Regions from separate parts of the Zea mays genome. Here region 1 is linked to region 2. The links are chromatin contacts, called in public Hi-C maps. All regions are on one chromosome and are shown on one strand. Each heading gives the region's core, a stretch centred on a gene start, on an enhancer-like site or on the middle of the called end of the contact. The rest is flanking DNA. Distances are from core to core; before and after follow the strand shown.

Region 1 (7,214 bases), core at 300-2,799, 230 kb before region 2:
TAGCAAGGAGATAATCATCGTTGTCGAAATACTGCAAACTCTTAAGGTAGTGTTTGATTCTGTAGTATTGTGGGACGGAGCCGCTACACTTCTAATTTGTTGTTGTTTGGATTGGTTTCGTGTATCTAAAATAGGAAAATTATCCATAAATGTTGAACCATCTGGCTCCACCAAAATATCTAGAACAGAGCCACTTCATCCCAACCGGCTCCGGAAGCAAACAATACCTAATTGGATGGTTTGCTTCCAGATCCATAACAATCATTATTATGGTCACAATATTCTCAAAAGCAATTTCACCAAGAATCATCAGTGGACTGGTAGCAAGGAGATAATAGCTTTCCTATGCCCGCTAATACTTCACCAAGCAAACATCCCAATTAAGTAGAGCTGCCCTAAACAATGAACATGAACGTTGCAACTTAAAAACCGCCTACAACATGAAAGCCAGCCAAAAGCCCAAAAACAAGCAAACATCCACGAGAACCTTCCCACCCAATAGTTCTTAGGTTCTAGCAGCTCGTAAAACGCTAATGCAAATGGTCACTTCACGTTAAAGCTCACTATGTACAAAATTATATACAGTTCTGGTATCTAAAATTAGTTGAACAGGCAACCATACAGAAATGGTCACACCACTACTCCGAAAACAATAAATTTTGGATATTCTTAGTTGTACCCCTCACAGAGAATGTACACGATATAAATTAAATCAACCAAATACCAGTCTTGAATCATTTTGGGACAAGATTTTTAAAGAAAAATTTCCTTAGACCCCGTTTGCTTAGTTAGAATTGAATTCAATTTTAATAATTATAATTTAGACAAAACTAATTAAGTTTAAATATTTATATATATAATATATTTATATATTATCCTAAATCATATGAGAGAAATATTTACCTACTACATTTATGTTATAGCGGCGCAAGTAGAAGAGTGTACTATAAGTTGTACATCGGAAAATAGCATGTAAATCTATAAAATCAATTTCTATATCTCACCTCATAAATTTAAGATAAGCTTATATGATAACTTTGGAAAGTGTTCGAATGTCACATTCTAAAAAAATAGTCTATTTTATTAGTAATATTTAAATTCCTCAAAATAAAAAAAAACAAACAGAGTTTTAAGCAAACCTTGGACTGTTAGGGCTAGTTTGATGGACATAGAAATGGATGGATCAATGGAGAGATCTATTCAATGAATAGCTGAGCACAGATACCATCTAGCGTTCTACACCCAGCCAGGGGCGACGCGAGCGTAGGGCAGCACCGACGAGGACATGCCCTTCCCGGGGCCGTACATGCGGCCCATTGCGGCGAACAGTGACCGGCGGCAGCGATCAGGAGGGAGAGCGAGTGACAAGTTGGCGGCGGCGGCGAGACGGAAACCTAGAAGGAGGAAGGCTGGAAATACCAAGAGGCTGTTGGCACATTAACGATTTCTGATATTGGGCCGGTTCACACGGTGAAGCCTAACATAAGCCCAGCCTGATGCTGGCCCGTCGCCGTTCCGGGAGTCTTGATCTCGGGCTCTCGGCCCATCTAACAGCATCAAGCGAATAAACCGGTCACACCGTGACCACGAGATCGGCATGTCCACGAAATCGTGGTTCATTTTGAACTTCCCATCCCAACCTAATGGCTATGCTATGTGAGAATTTTTATTTTTGAAAAAAGAGTTTCTTCGAGACTCTACGCGTGCATACTTTTAGACCAAGTTTTATCAAGCATAACTATGGTCCAGTAACGATTTGTGTGGAAGGAGAACTGGAGAAGGACTGTTTCAAATAGAGTCGAAACCACAAAAAGCGTGTCTTGTTCAAGAAGCATTTGAAAAAGAGCCTTGACAAACGGACCCCGTACAGAAAAAACCTTCTCAAACCAATCCTCTATTTTAAACTAGCAAAGTGCTCGTAGCTTGTTACGATTTCTATGTATATTTGAGTATAAAGTATAAAATATAAGGACGACGGTTTCTATGTATATTTGAGTATAAAGTATAAAACATAAGGACATATGTTTTGTTGGCTAGGTGAGTTTGAATGTGAGTTTAGAACCAACAAACATGGTTCGAATCTTCATTTATACATAATTTTAGATTTTATCAACTAAATGTTAAAATATAGATCCGACCGAGTCAGGGATGAGGGTTGATTGTAAAAGTAACGACGGGTAGAAATTTCGAGTTGCGAAGGAAAAGCATGAAACCCGACAATGTCAACTCTCAACTCTACATGTTAGAAGGAGCTAAATCAATAGGTGCTGAAGAAAACTGGTGCTTTAATATAGTAGAGATTAGAGACAATTAAAACTAACAAGTTATCATCGGTTAAACACCACGCTCAAAAACTCCATCAGCTTCTTGAGCTCATCTTCATCTACAAAGCTAAGATATCATATAACCATCTTCTCATTCCCTCCACCATCGATGTCCTAATCGTCTCCATCAATTTACATCGCCAATTTATTTTAATTTTTTCTTTATAACATGTTGGTCGAAATCGTTGAGCGCGAGATTTGGCACATGGCCGCGGTCGGACGGTTCACTCATGTGGCTCCGACAATCCACGGTTGTAAACCAGACGGTCCGCGATTACATTAATTCATGCGAGAGTCCTTATCCTGCGCATGTTTATCCAACTAACCACGCGGAAATCTGTTGAGAAGCGCATTGGAACGGGTCTAGGCCACCACTCCATGCTTATCAAGTCGTCCTTGAAGTGTCACCTTAGCGTCGCTTAGATGCTAAGGCGTGCTCGGAACCTAAGGTGTCTAACACGCCTTGCTCTGGAGTGTAAGGCGTTCGCGGGGCATGGATGGGACGTCGGTGAGCCGCTGTTGGGCGACAGTGCGACGCCTTGGGGAGTTAGGATTTTGAGGGGGGGCGAGCATGGCACATCCTCGACAGTGCGCTTGCTCTGCTCCCTCGCAGCGGCGACGCTCAATTCACCACTGGTGGCGCGGCTCTAGGCGGCGCATCTTCAGGCGGTGGAGGGACCGAGGGTGAGAGAGGAGGGCTGCAGGGGGAGGGAGAGAGTGGAGAGCTGCGGGTGGATGGGGAGAGAGGAGAGAAGTGGGGAGAGGTAGGGCGAGAGGTAGTCATGTAGCTAGAGGGAGGCGACTGCTAAGTTGCTAGGAGCTTGTTGTTGTGTTTTAACCTAAAACTGTATTGGGCTCTACTAGTATGAAATTAGGCCTACTAGGCCATATAAAAGTAATAGCTTGTTTATTAACTTTGAAGTAATGATATATAAATAATATTTGATCATATAAATAATATTTGATCATTTTTATATTTACTTATATAGCTAAAGTGCTACCTCGTCCTACCCTTTATCGCCTAAAAGATAAAAGGGGGTCGGTCGTCTTATGTCGCCTTACCGTCTTAATAACCATACACCATGTCTATATAGGTACGGCCGATTGAAGCATCACTCAATCAATCAAATCAATCTATTTATGAGTCCCTAATAGAAGCACTAACTTAGTCTAAATTAGTTTTCCTTATCCTCATTCTTCATCTCTCTCCGGTTTGACAGTTTTTAGACGTCTTAGGTGTCTTGCCGATCCCAAAATGTTGTAGAATATTTTCTCTCTGATGTAGTCCCTCTCGGAAAAGAGAAGATCCAGATTATGCATTTATGCACGAGATTCACGAAACCCTTTAAAAGTGATGTAGTCCCAAAATGTCGTAGATTATTGTGAGCTTCTTTCCTTTCTTTTTTTTCTGCTTCTACTAGGCTAAATTAGGCCTACTAGGCCATATAAAAGTGATAGCTAGTTTATTAACTTTGAATTAATGATATATAAATAATATTTGATTATTTTTTTTATATTTACTTATATAACTAAAGTGCCGGCTCATCTTATGCTTTATCTCCTAAAAGATAAAATGGGATCGGTGGCCTTATGTTGTCTTACCGCCTTAATAACTATGTACCACGGCTATATATGTGAGGGGTACGGTCGATTGAAGCATCAATCTATTTATGAGTACTTTATATTCTCGTCCTAATAGAAGCATCGTCTAAAATTGCAGACAATATTTCCCTCTTAAGGTACCCTATATAAAATAAAAAGCAGTGTAACATTTTCTTTCTCTTGCAAACAAGGTCACTACACTTGCTACGTTTCCTGTTAACCATCTTTGGCCGTTCCTACCGAACCAACGAACTTTACACACCCCGAATCCGATCCGGACCACGCACAGCACAGAAGAGCATGAACAAACACCAGCACACACAAGAACATGTGCATCACGCCGCCGAGTTACACAGAATTAGGCGAGACGTCGATGTCACATTTGCCACCGTCGCGATACATACAGTGCAGGTCCAAAGTTTACGGCCAATCGCGTCACTCGGCACTCAGCAGGTCCGCTTCAACTCATGATTAAGTGATGAGTGACGAGGCAGCTTTGCAGAAGGCAGCCTCGTACCTTTCATCAGGTCCGGCGGCAGCGCAGCTTTGCCTAGAACACATTCGTGAAGCCAAAGGAAACTCGTGCTAATTTCATCTCTTTGACGAAACAAAGCGCGAAAGATACGTACATACACTGGCACTCTGCACCTGCAGAGCTCTATCGGCTGGCATGAAGAGCTTCTCCGTTGTATATATCCTCTCAAAGCATGGTGTCTTTTTGCCGTACCAGAAAAGAACGCTTGGTTGGGGACAATGCAGATGTAGGTAACAAAACTATAGACTCTACTGCATCTCTATCCTTTCCACCCCTATCTAACAATCCGGTTCTTGGAATCTTGGTGGTTCTCAAGAGAGCAACCTCCTCATCCGCATTTCTGGATAAGGCCATAGCCTTTCCATGCCCTACTCCTATCCCACACGGCCACACATGCTTTTGCCACCGAGGAGCCAGACCAGCTTGTCACTCCGCATTAAAGAAGTGGTGTTGTTTCTTCAAGATCATGCTTCTAGTAGCCTTTTTCTTCTTCTTTTCAGACAATCAAGCAGCTCCGGTTTGCAGGGACAATCTGTTATCCTGTGAATAAATTTGTATGGCCAGTTATTGCTGAAGTTTCCCAATCAAGCAGCAGGGCAACGTGCGATGCTCGCCCAAAGCAGGCAGGAGAGCCGCCCCCCCCCCCCCCCCCCCCCCCCCTTCTCCCCTCTGAACTATTCAACAATTGTAGGAAGGGCAGTGCTGCACCTTTCGCTTCCAGCTTCCTACCACCCTCAGCCTAACTCACTCGGTGCTTGACTGCTTCAACTCCTATCTTATCTGAATATATCTAGGCAGCATCCGCACTACCTTTAAAAAGTTGGTTGATTAGAAGTAGGAGCACTTATTGCTACGGAACACTTCTAGCCGGCCTTTTGGAGTTCCTTAAAACTGCCACTTTTGACTCGTCTTCACATCATCATTTTAATCACCCGCTTTCCATGACCGCAACTCTGTCCCTATCAGACGGAAACACTAACAATTATATAGTTTAATGACTAGTTATAGTTCCTTCAGGGCCATGCCATGCAAAAGCGCCAATTGATTAGTGCAAATGCATAGGCTGGCATGTCTGCACCTTCGAGGCAGATTTGATGTGTATTCTGTTAACTGCAACTAGGACAGGTGGGTGTCCCTTTCATAGGTGTCATATAGTACCAAGGCAAGGATAGAGTTCCATGATTTTTGATCATGTGATCGGTTCTGTCACTGGCTTTGTTTCTGCCTGATTAGCAACAGTGCATCTCAGAAATCCGAAGATGTGAAAGAAAGGCTCTTTGCCTATATCAAGGAAGATAAAACAGGTTGTCCCAGTGAGGCAAATGATGTAGATTGCACTTGTACAGCCTAACCTCTCTGGATTCACAAGATGGAAAATTTACAAACAGCTCAGCCAGAATCCACATCCAGTCTCTCCTGCCCAACAACGATGTTTCATAATGGGTACAAAAGGAACCAAAACAAATGTACACTCTATAAAAATTTACATGGCAAGAAAGCATTTCAGGCGTCGACAGCATTCAGGGGTACAGATTTTGTTCTTGGGAGATTCGGCGGCAGCTGAGCTCCGGTGTAGTAGCGCCTCCCTGTAAACATACACTCCGTGCTGCTCCCAGCTGCATTGACCTCACAATGCCGGGCCCTTTGGGCTCCCGGATCGGGGTGCCTACTTTGCAATACTTGGCTGTTCAAGTCAGAATGATAGTCTGTGCTTACTTTACCCGGGCTTCGATCACAGGTTGGCACACGGAAATTGTGGTTCTTTCCAACATGGAAAGATTGCAGCTTGTTCAGTGAAGGCTTACCCCTATTTACTCCATATGCATTGTCGAAGTCAAGAGATGGATGGATAGCCCTCTTAAACTGTGCCATTTTCCGTGCTTTGTACTTGGCGATCTTTACCTCATGCTTTATGTCGAACCCATTCACATGATGGTTAGTGTCATTCTCGTAACGGTTATATGAACATGATTGCTCTTGGAATGAACTGAAGCAAAGCTGATTAGAAAGATCTCTTCTTCCCATCTGTACGAGGCCATTCACATGAGTGGACTCGTTGCTTTTGACATAATGCTCTGTTTGGCCACCTCCATCGTCAGAGCTGCCTGCCGATTCCTGCAAATCACACTGCTCTCCATCGGCTTGGAACGTGATCTCTTCAAACCGCCCATGTAGCTCTGCACATTGGCAACCTCGACGGCCTGATGACATGTAGGCGTAAAGTGAACCGCACGATGAGACGTTGGATCCACAGTTATGGCAGTATGAAGTGTCAGGAGCTTCCTCTATGCCCGGACCAGGCCTCCAATCTGGTACCAATGCACTGACCTCACCATCAATCATGTCAGCAATCCGAGTAACTTCATGGTCAGTTATATCCAGCTCGGCTATCATTTCAGTTGCAACGCTTAGTGCGGTATCAGCCTCAACGTCGAAAGGAAAATAGATGTTGCGTACCCGTCCTGCAATTTGAAAAATTAGCTTGCAAAAATATCAAAAATAAGTTTTCATATATGGACCAAACTTCAGATGTTTATGCGTTACAAATTGTGCATACCATCATTATCAGAAATCCGCAATCTGAGGAATATGCCTCCATCCTCACTCTTTCTCCCTTTGATTGTTATGTCCACATTGCCAAGAGGTTCATCCTCATTCTCGTTGAACAGGTCAATGCCATCTTGGCCTTTCATGTCATCATCCTCGCAGTCTTCACTCAGAGCGTCCTCATCCATGCTTTCTGAGAATCCATT
Region 2 (7,634 bases), core at 3,200-5,699:
CTGCGCAGCACGGGCACACTGTTTCGACAACGGACTGGACAGGTGCGCAGTCTGCAGGGTGGCTCTGGCGCTGTCTGCCAGCGGAATGGACATGACGCAATAAATGCCGTGGGGGCACATCATCTGTCAGAAGGGTGGACAGGCGGTGTGTCCTCTCCGCAAAAAATGCGGAGGTCGTGCGGCTCAGAGCCCTTATGTCATGCTCCGCCCGCTGGCCTACGTCACGGACAATAAGCCATGTGGTTGCATTAGACCCTTGGTCGAGCGGGGGGTGGAGGCGCCACGGCTAGAGCCAGGACACGCGTCAGTCCTGGACCCATGCCTAGGTTATGACACTCCTTTTTCCTGGGATCTTGTTATGGGCTGTCCGGAGCTCACTTGATGGGGTCCGAACCCCATCTAATGGCTTCGGGCTGCTTTACTTCGGAGTCCGGGTCGTGCGCACAGGGGTCCTGTGTCTTCTAGACCCGATGGCGTTGTCTCTGAGAACGCCACCTTAACTGCCCACAAGATACCCCTAAGGCTGTTCTCCACGCGGCTAAGGGTAGCCACACATGTATCGTGCCTTTATACCGTAGTAAGGGGTACCCCTAATCCAGGGTATCGATAGTACTAATACAAACAACCAAATAAAAGTCTGCTGCATGGATCTAGCCTGACCATATGAGCTTTACTCCAAGGGATGGCAACGGATAAACTATCCGCGGATAGTGTCTCTGGACATCCATATCCGCGACTTATATCCGATATCCAAACCCATACCCGTTACCCGCTACGAAAAATCCATGGATATATTCATTTGCCCACTACACATACAACATATTTAAATCTAGCAAATTTAAATATAATAACATATTTGTCCAACAAATTTAAATATGATAAAAACATACAACATATTTATCCACATCCGTTGCCATCCATAGTGGGGACTGGGGTTGTGGGCTTGTGGCGACGGGAGTACGGGACTTGGGCTGGGCCGGCTAGCTGTGGTTCCAAACTCCAGTGATCCCATATGTCAGGTTACTTTAACGGATATTCGGGTATTCGAGTATGGATACTGATTTTTCGTATCCGTTTTAAAAATATCCACGGATATCAAATGCTACCCGTATCCGTATCCACGGGTACAGGCTCGTATCTAAAACCATGCCAATGGGTTTTTTTTATCCGCGGGTACGCGGATAAATCACATCCATTGCCATCCTACTAACTCCTCAGGTACTGGCCAAGTTGGACCCGGTTGCCATCATGACGTAACCAATCACATGGATAAAGAATATTATTTAGCTTGAGACTATGACTATAGTGTTAACAAGTAAATGCTCGATGTGATTAATGTACATACCTCTTCTATTAGCAATGTGGATTTGATCATGACCCTTATACTTGTCTCGCACCGTTAGTTAATCAAGTTTGCCTGAGATGTGATCTGTAGCCCTAAGTCTATACCATAGGATGTGGTGGTCCCCTCTGTATATATGTCATATGGAACATAATTTTCAGCAAAATGGTACCAACATTCTATTGCAATATGACTCCCTTTTGCCACAAACATGGCATTGGGGGTTATTATCCTATTTCCCGTCGCTTCTGAGACACGTCCACCATTGCGCTCATGACCTCTTGGACCATGACCTCCTCGATTTTTTCCTCTACTGCGTGTGCCTTCTCGTCCGCGACTATCTACATTGGTTGTTGCGTGATAGTTGGTGGGGTAGTTCCATGCGTTACTCAAAGCTGAGCAACTATGAATACACCTCGCCAATGGTCACAGTTGTCTTAATTTACAAGTTTAAAGACAAGAAAGGTTTAGATTTGGTTGTTACATGTTTATACCCTTATCTAAATCAAATAAAATCTATCGTTTAACTTTAGAAAGTACGATTAATCATGTGTATACAAAGAACACAAGCGAATATAATCTAAATTATACTATTTCAGAGTCCACACGTTGAACATGAATACACGTGGGTTGAGTGTACACCAACCGCCACCATAGGGCCAAAACAGAGGGACAAGACATGCAATATCATTTGAGATTGATGGGGTGGGTGGAAGGTTAGTCAGAGCAACTCTAAATGTGTTTGATTTGAGGTTAAAGTAGGATGAGACGGGACGACACCGTTCCTTCGGTTTTTTGGGATCACGCTGCCACCAAAAATTACTCCAGTGTTTTATCTCGCTCTCACGTGATTCTCATCCAAATACTATAGAAACTTTGGCCGTCCCCTTTCATCTCTCCTTGTACATCCAACCAAACACATCCTAAAAGACTATGATCTTTCTAATCTATATAAATAGAGATTAAAAAAACACCCTCCAACAGCTTATTTAAATGGCTGTCCAAATATATTCATCTTCTATTCTAGATATCTCGCTAGCCAAATATAGAAAATATGAATGACTCTTTAAAGTGCAAACAAGATATATAAAAGATGTTGGAGATAGAAAAGAAATAGAAAGTAGTCTTTAGCAAATGACTCTCTAAATGATAATTTTAAGAGTGAAATTTGGAAAGACTCTTGTACTCCATTTGGATATAGATATTGGTGCACAAAATTGAGAACTGAAATCGGCTTTCCTGAATTCTATCGTTTGGTCGCACATGGAATTGATATTTAGAATCCGAGAGCCAATTCCATGGAATTTGTAATATAACTAGATTCTCTTTATCCCAATTCAGAAAATCACTCCTCTGTATTGCGTGGAATTAGACCATCTAATTCTAAACTCTAATACAGTGACATCCAAACAACAGATTTGGAATTGAATCGGAGTATTGTAGATGCTAGTGTGGACTTTTGCCTTGCTTGCGTTCCAGAGGTAGCTAAAAACGCGCGATGGGATCAACCGTTTTTGTGCCGCTTCGTCACCGAAACGCAGCGGGTTCGGGTTGTCAAGCTGCGGATCGAAGGCGCCGGCTTTGTGGCGACGGCACGGCCTGCCCTGAACGTAACGCTAACGCGTGAAACGAGGCGAGGCTTTCCCCTGTCCCTGTTCCGCTGTTGGTGTCGGCTCGATGGGCTCCCTGCCCGCGACGGGCACGGCGCGCCCGTCAGGCGACGGCGAAGTGGCGGCAACTAACCTAGCAAGCGACGTTGACAAACGAACGATGCGATGGCATGACCATGGCCCGGCGCGGCCGATCGATAGCCACCCGCCACCGGACGGGATGGACATGTGTGGATGGATCCCTCGTCGTCACCATGCCTGGCGCCCGCCCGCGCTGCCCGGGCGGCTCTGTCGCCGGCCGGCGCACACGTGTGCTCCCGCGGGGGGTCAACCACCACCGCCCCATGCCTGTGCGGCTGTACTAGTAGTACCAGTGCTTCGCGTGCGTAGTACTCCGCATCCGTATATATATACACATCATATATATATATATATTTTTCTTTGGCTCTTTGTCTTTTGTATTTACAAGCTAGACAGATGCACACGCGGCCCATTGACCCCTGATCACCACACCAGACCGGCAGACCGTGCCGTTCCTTTTCCAAAAACAAAGCGAAGAAGGAGAAAGGAAAAGGAAGAAAAAACCGCTCCGCAGTGTCGGTGAGGGAGAGGGACGCCTGCTCTGCACTGCACCTGCTCTTCTGGAGGACGGAAGAGGCGGCAGCGCAGGATGAACGGAGGAGCTCATCACCTACGACGCACACCATCTCCGTGTCCGTGGATCAAATAAAGACCACACGTGTATCACGGCTGAAGAAGGTGAACTATACCGGCCGCCGGCACTGGTCGTGGTCGTCATCTTTATGTATGTGCACACACCGACAGTTTCATTGTGTCGGTCGAACTCGGACCAATCAGTCGCCTTGCTCAACGGCGTGGGCGCGGCGGCCGGAGGGACGAGCGAGTCAGTGATGGTCTAGGCGCATCGGCGGCGGGCGGGAGTGGGACGAGTCGACGAGGATGGACCAGAGGATGTGCACGTCCTCGCAGGGGCACGACTTGACGTCCTCGTACAGGATGTAGATGCCCCTTCCTGCTCATCACCACGCAGTCAGAACACGGATGGATGGAATGAACCAGCCACCAAAGAGAAAACGAGCGCTAGCTGGAACAAGAACGACAGAGGCGGCGGGGTAGACGGAGGACTGGCTGGGCACGTACTCTTGCTGTGCGCGGAATGCATGCGGATCCAGAGCTTCTTGAGCGGCGAGAAGAGCGACCGCATCCACGCCGCCATGGCCGGCCGGGCGGCGGCCTGCTGTGGTTGTTGTTTAGCTTGCTTGGTGCGCGGACGCCGGCCGGGTGAAGTCACTCGATCTCAAGTCCGCACCGCAGCTTTACTTGCACTGTTCCTTCATTCCCTACCGCCGACGACCGCGCCTCCGCTCTTAATAGTCACCCTCCCTCCCGGTGCCGCGTCGCTGTCCGTCCATATCTCCTCCGTCCCCACACCCAACACAAATAAACAAGCGGGCGCGCGCGCGCGCGGGAGCCTTTCGCTCGAGAAAACCAAAAGGCAGGCCTGGTCTCTGGTTGGTCTACCGCGTCGTCGTCGTCATCACATCAACAACAGTAAACGGCCACGTTGTTCATCCGCCGACCGATCGATGCCTCGATGGACGCCTGCTTCGCCTTTAGTTTATTTTGCGTCATGAGTATATATATATTGCATTGTATTGTATGAGCTATCGAGCTATACGTACGTGCTCAGATTCAGTAACAGCCGTTTCTGTCGTCGGCAGAAACATGCGGTGTGAAATTCAGGAGCATAAATAGCACCCATCTTATTTTCCACGTACGTACACAAAAGTGTCGGCGAGCAAACAAAGCCATCGCAATCACAAGCAAAGCAAAGCACGGCGGGCGAATTCTTCTCCGTCGGTGAACAGGAACACATCAGTGCGGTCCATCCAGATGCGATGCGAACCAGGGATGGTTTCAGTATCTGAGGAGGCGATGTCGGGAGCCAAGCTTAACCGGCGGGACCTGTGTTCGCGGCGCGCTTTCCTTCCTTCCCTCGCTTCGCTGACATAACGACCAGCCGAGCCGACGGTCGGAATGCCGAGTCAATCAAATCTGTGCCCCCCCCCCCCCCCCCCCTGCTCACCTCGCCTGGGATATCCTTTGCTTATTTGCTAGTGCTTCTACAAAATGGGGGGTCAGGTCAGTCTTTGTCTTGCGCGAGGGCATTAGGATTTTGGATTCTATGCATTATTCTGATGTGATTTGGTCTGACATCAGCACGCGAATCAAACTAGGCGCAGATGAGCTAACCCCCATGGAGCATTAAAATTTGCCCACTGCATTTGCCGCGTACTAGTGTGTTTAATTCTGGTTTCTGGATACTGAAGCTCCAGAAATTTATCTGGTAATAACGCGCAAACCCATTGGTAGGGTAGGGATGCGCAAGGTGTTTGGAGCTGCACTCACGGGATTACACAATTGATCAGTGATCGATCGATCGATCACCCCCCATAATGCTTTGGTAAAAAAGAAAACGGTTGGAATAGAAAAGGAAAGCAGATGGCCACCATTACCTTCGATGGAAAATATGGCGGTGCGGCAGTTTTTCCCCACCTAACTAAACGCCATGCATATCCCATATATGTACCTCGTTTTAAACATGCGAGGCATGGAAATTGCAAGGCCTGCTCCGCTGAAGTGCAAGTGCAGGCACCATTTCATCAAAAGGTGTAAAGGTGAAATAGCTCTCTTCTGGTATACAAAAACGTATGGGTATTAGTATAAACTACTCAGCAGTTTCTCTATGATAACATAAATAAGGAACTACGCATGGTGAAGAAGCACGCCACGCGTGCTAGTAACTGAGTACTACCATTATTACACTTTTGGGGAAAATGAAATGATATAAAAAAAAATAACCATTATTATCTGTTATATAACGATGCAAACTTGGTACAAAACCTGCTGAAGCTTTTTTTCCAACTAAGGGCTACTTTAGGGATAGTTTGGGAACATTGTTTTTCCAAAGGATTCCAATTTTTCAAAGGAAAAACAAACTAATTTTCCTTACGGGCCGTTTGCATCACTTTATTTTAGAGGAATTAGAATTCACTCAATAAAGTAACTTATTTACTTTGGAATTTGACATTCCACCACTTTCCAAAGTTCAGATATAAGCCTATCTTAAATTCATGGGGTGGAGGATGGAAAATAATTTTATGCCTTAGTAGAATTTGTTTCTACTCTGTAACTTACATGACACTCTTCGTCTCACTCCTCTATAGTAAAAATGTAGCACATAAAATATCTCCGATATCTTGCTAATAATAGTATACAAATATATTTTGCATAACACCGAATTAGCTTAATTGATATATGCCTAAATTACTATTATTAGAATGAAATTCAATTCCAATGATCCAAACGGGGCGTTAGGAAAATTGGAATCACTTGGGAAAATGGTGTTTCCAAACTAGCCCTTAGCAATCCCATTTTCTCAGGGGATTTCAATTTTTCCCAAGGGAAATTAGTTGAAAATCCCTAGGGAAAAAAAGGAGTTACCTCTACTCTCCCTCATTTTAAACATGCAATATTGCAAGGCCTGCAGAAGTGCAGGTACCATTTCTGGCACTCTTGGATATTTGATCAAATGGTTTAAAGCTGATAGCATAAAAAAATACAAAAATATGAGCACTTGAGTCCTCCATCCTATCTAAATACTCTCCTGCTATATCAAAATTATATTGATATTGGAATCTCAACTTGTAAACAAGCATTACCACAATATTATCAGGAACATGAAATCCTTTTACAGAATATTGTCAGTCATGTGGGAAAGCTGCATTTCTAGCATTGTTATTCTATTTTTATCACTAGTATATGTTGGGTTTGGATATCTAACTTCCAGTTCTCAGCTGTACCCAGTAATCTAGCTCAATTAGATGTCTATCCCTTGATGTGCAATACATTGCGCGTGCGGGCGTTGTGGGGGGAGTGCAGAATGCTCCGAAATGCAAAGTTATGAATGAACTGATTGTCACCATTATGCTTCCGTGAAAACAAAACAATGGAATAGATAGCAATTTGCTATATGGTGGGCTGGTGGCAGATCTGCTCAATTTAATGCCATATGTACCGAGTGTAATTTTAAACACGTGAGTCGTGGCATAACAATTGCAAAGACATCAGAAGTGTAGACATCATTTTCAATATTCTATCCTGAACTTCCCATCAAAAAGTATAAATTGTGAGACATTATGTCAAATGACCTGAGCACCAGAGTCCCACATCCTATCTAACTAGCTTTGATGATATATCAAAGATCATATGCATATTCAAAATCTCAACTACCGCTAGGACAGCATATGTAACAAGCACAGAATTCTTGCCAAGGATCTTGTTACACTTGCTAGATCCTAGATTCCTACTCTTACTAATTCAACATTAAGAGCAGAGTGGTTGAAGAAACCTGCCATCACGTTTCAGCCTAGTGCTTACTCAGTCTTCCACGCTTTTAATATCAATGTGAAACCAAGACGATGTGCTTCAGCCTCCTTTTCATTCTGTGAGCATGTTCTGAACAAGATTTTTTCCATGGACTGGCCTGATTGAAACAAAAATACAGCGCATCCATTTGTGGAACCAAATAGCCAGTCATGCACATCCCATAGCACCTCCACTGGAAGTCCATCGACATAAATAGTCTGGTTCCCTCTGAA

The links. Hi-C and Micro-C count contacts between places; a contact is called where the count stands out from the background.
Region 1: a Hi-C map of tassel shows a contact between it and region 2, with 4 times the contacts expected there. The contact joins the promoter of LOC100277479 here to the promoter of LOC100276284 in region 2. A contact is called at or near these places in 12 of 25 Hi-C or Micro-C datasets (bundle sheath, ear, endosperm and 3 more) and 1 of 3 datasets of contacts at active chromatin or transcription factors (leaf).

Annotation. Positions count from the first base shown.
Region 1 is chr7:168,851,897-168,859,110 of Zm-B73-REFERENCE-NAM-5.0, reverse strand. LOC100277479 reads right to left here and starts at 1,549. Exons shown (of 2, transcript NM_001349004.1): 1 at 1,140-1,549. It overlaps LOC100272599 (Serine/threonine-protein kinase WNK2), which reads right to left. Exons shown (of 7, transcript NM_001147062.2): 6 at 7,019-7,214; 7 at 5,789-6,923. The coding sequence ends at 5,965.
Region 2 is chr7:168,620,709-168,628,342 of Zm-B73-REFERENCE-NAM-5.0, reverse strand. LOC100276284 reads right to left here and starts at 4,449. Exons shown (of 2, transcript XM_020541029.3): 1 at 4,114-4,449; 2 at 3,362-3,985. The coding sequence starts at 4,189. The coding sequence ends at 3,858. LOC100275698 reads right to left here. Exons shown (of 2, transcript NM_001149724.2): 2 at 7,029-7,634. The coding sequence ends at 7,410.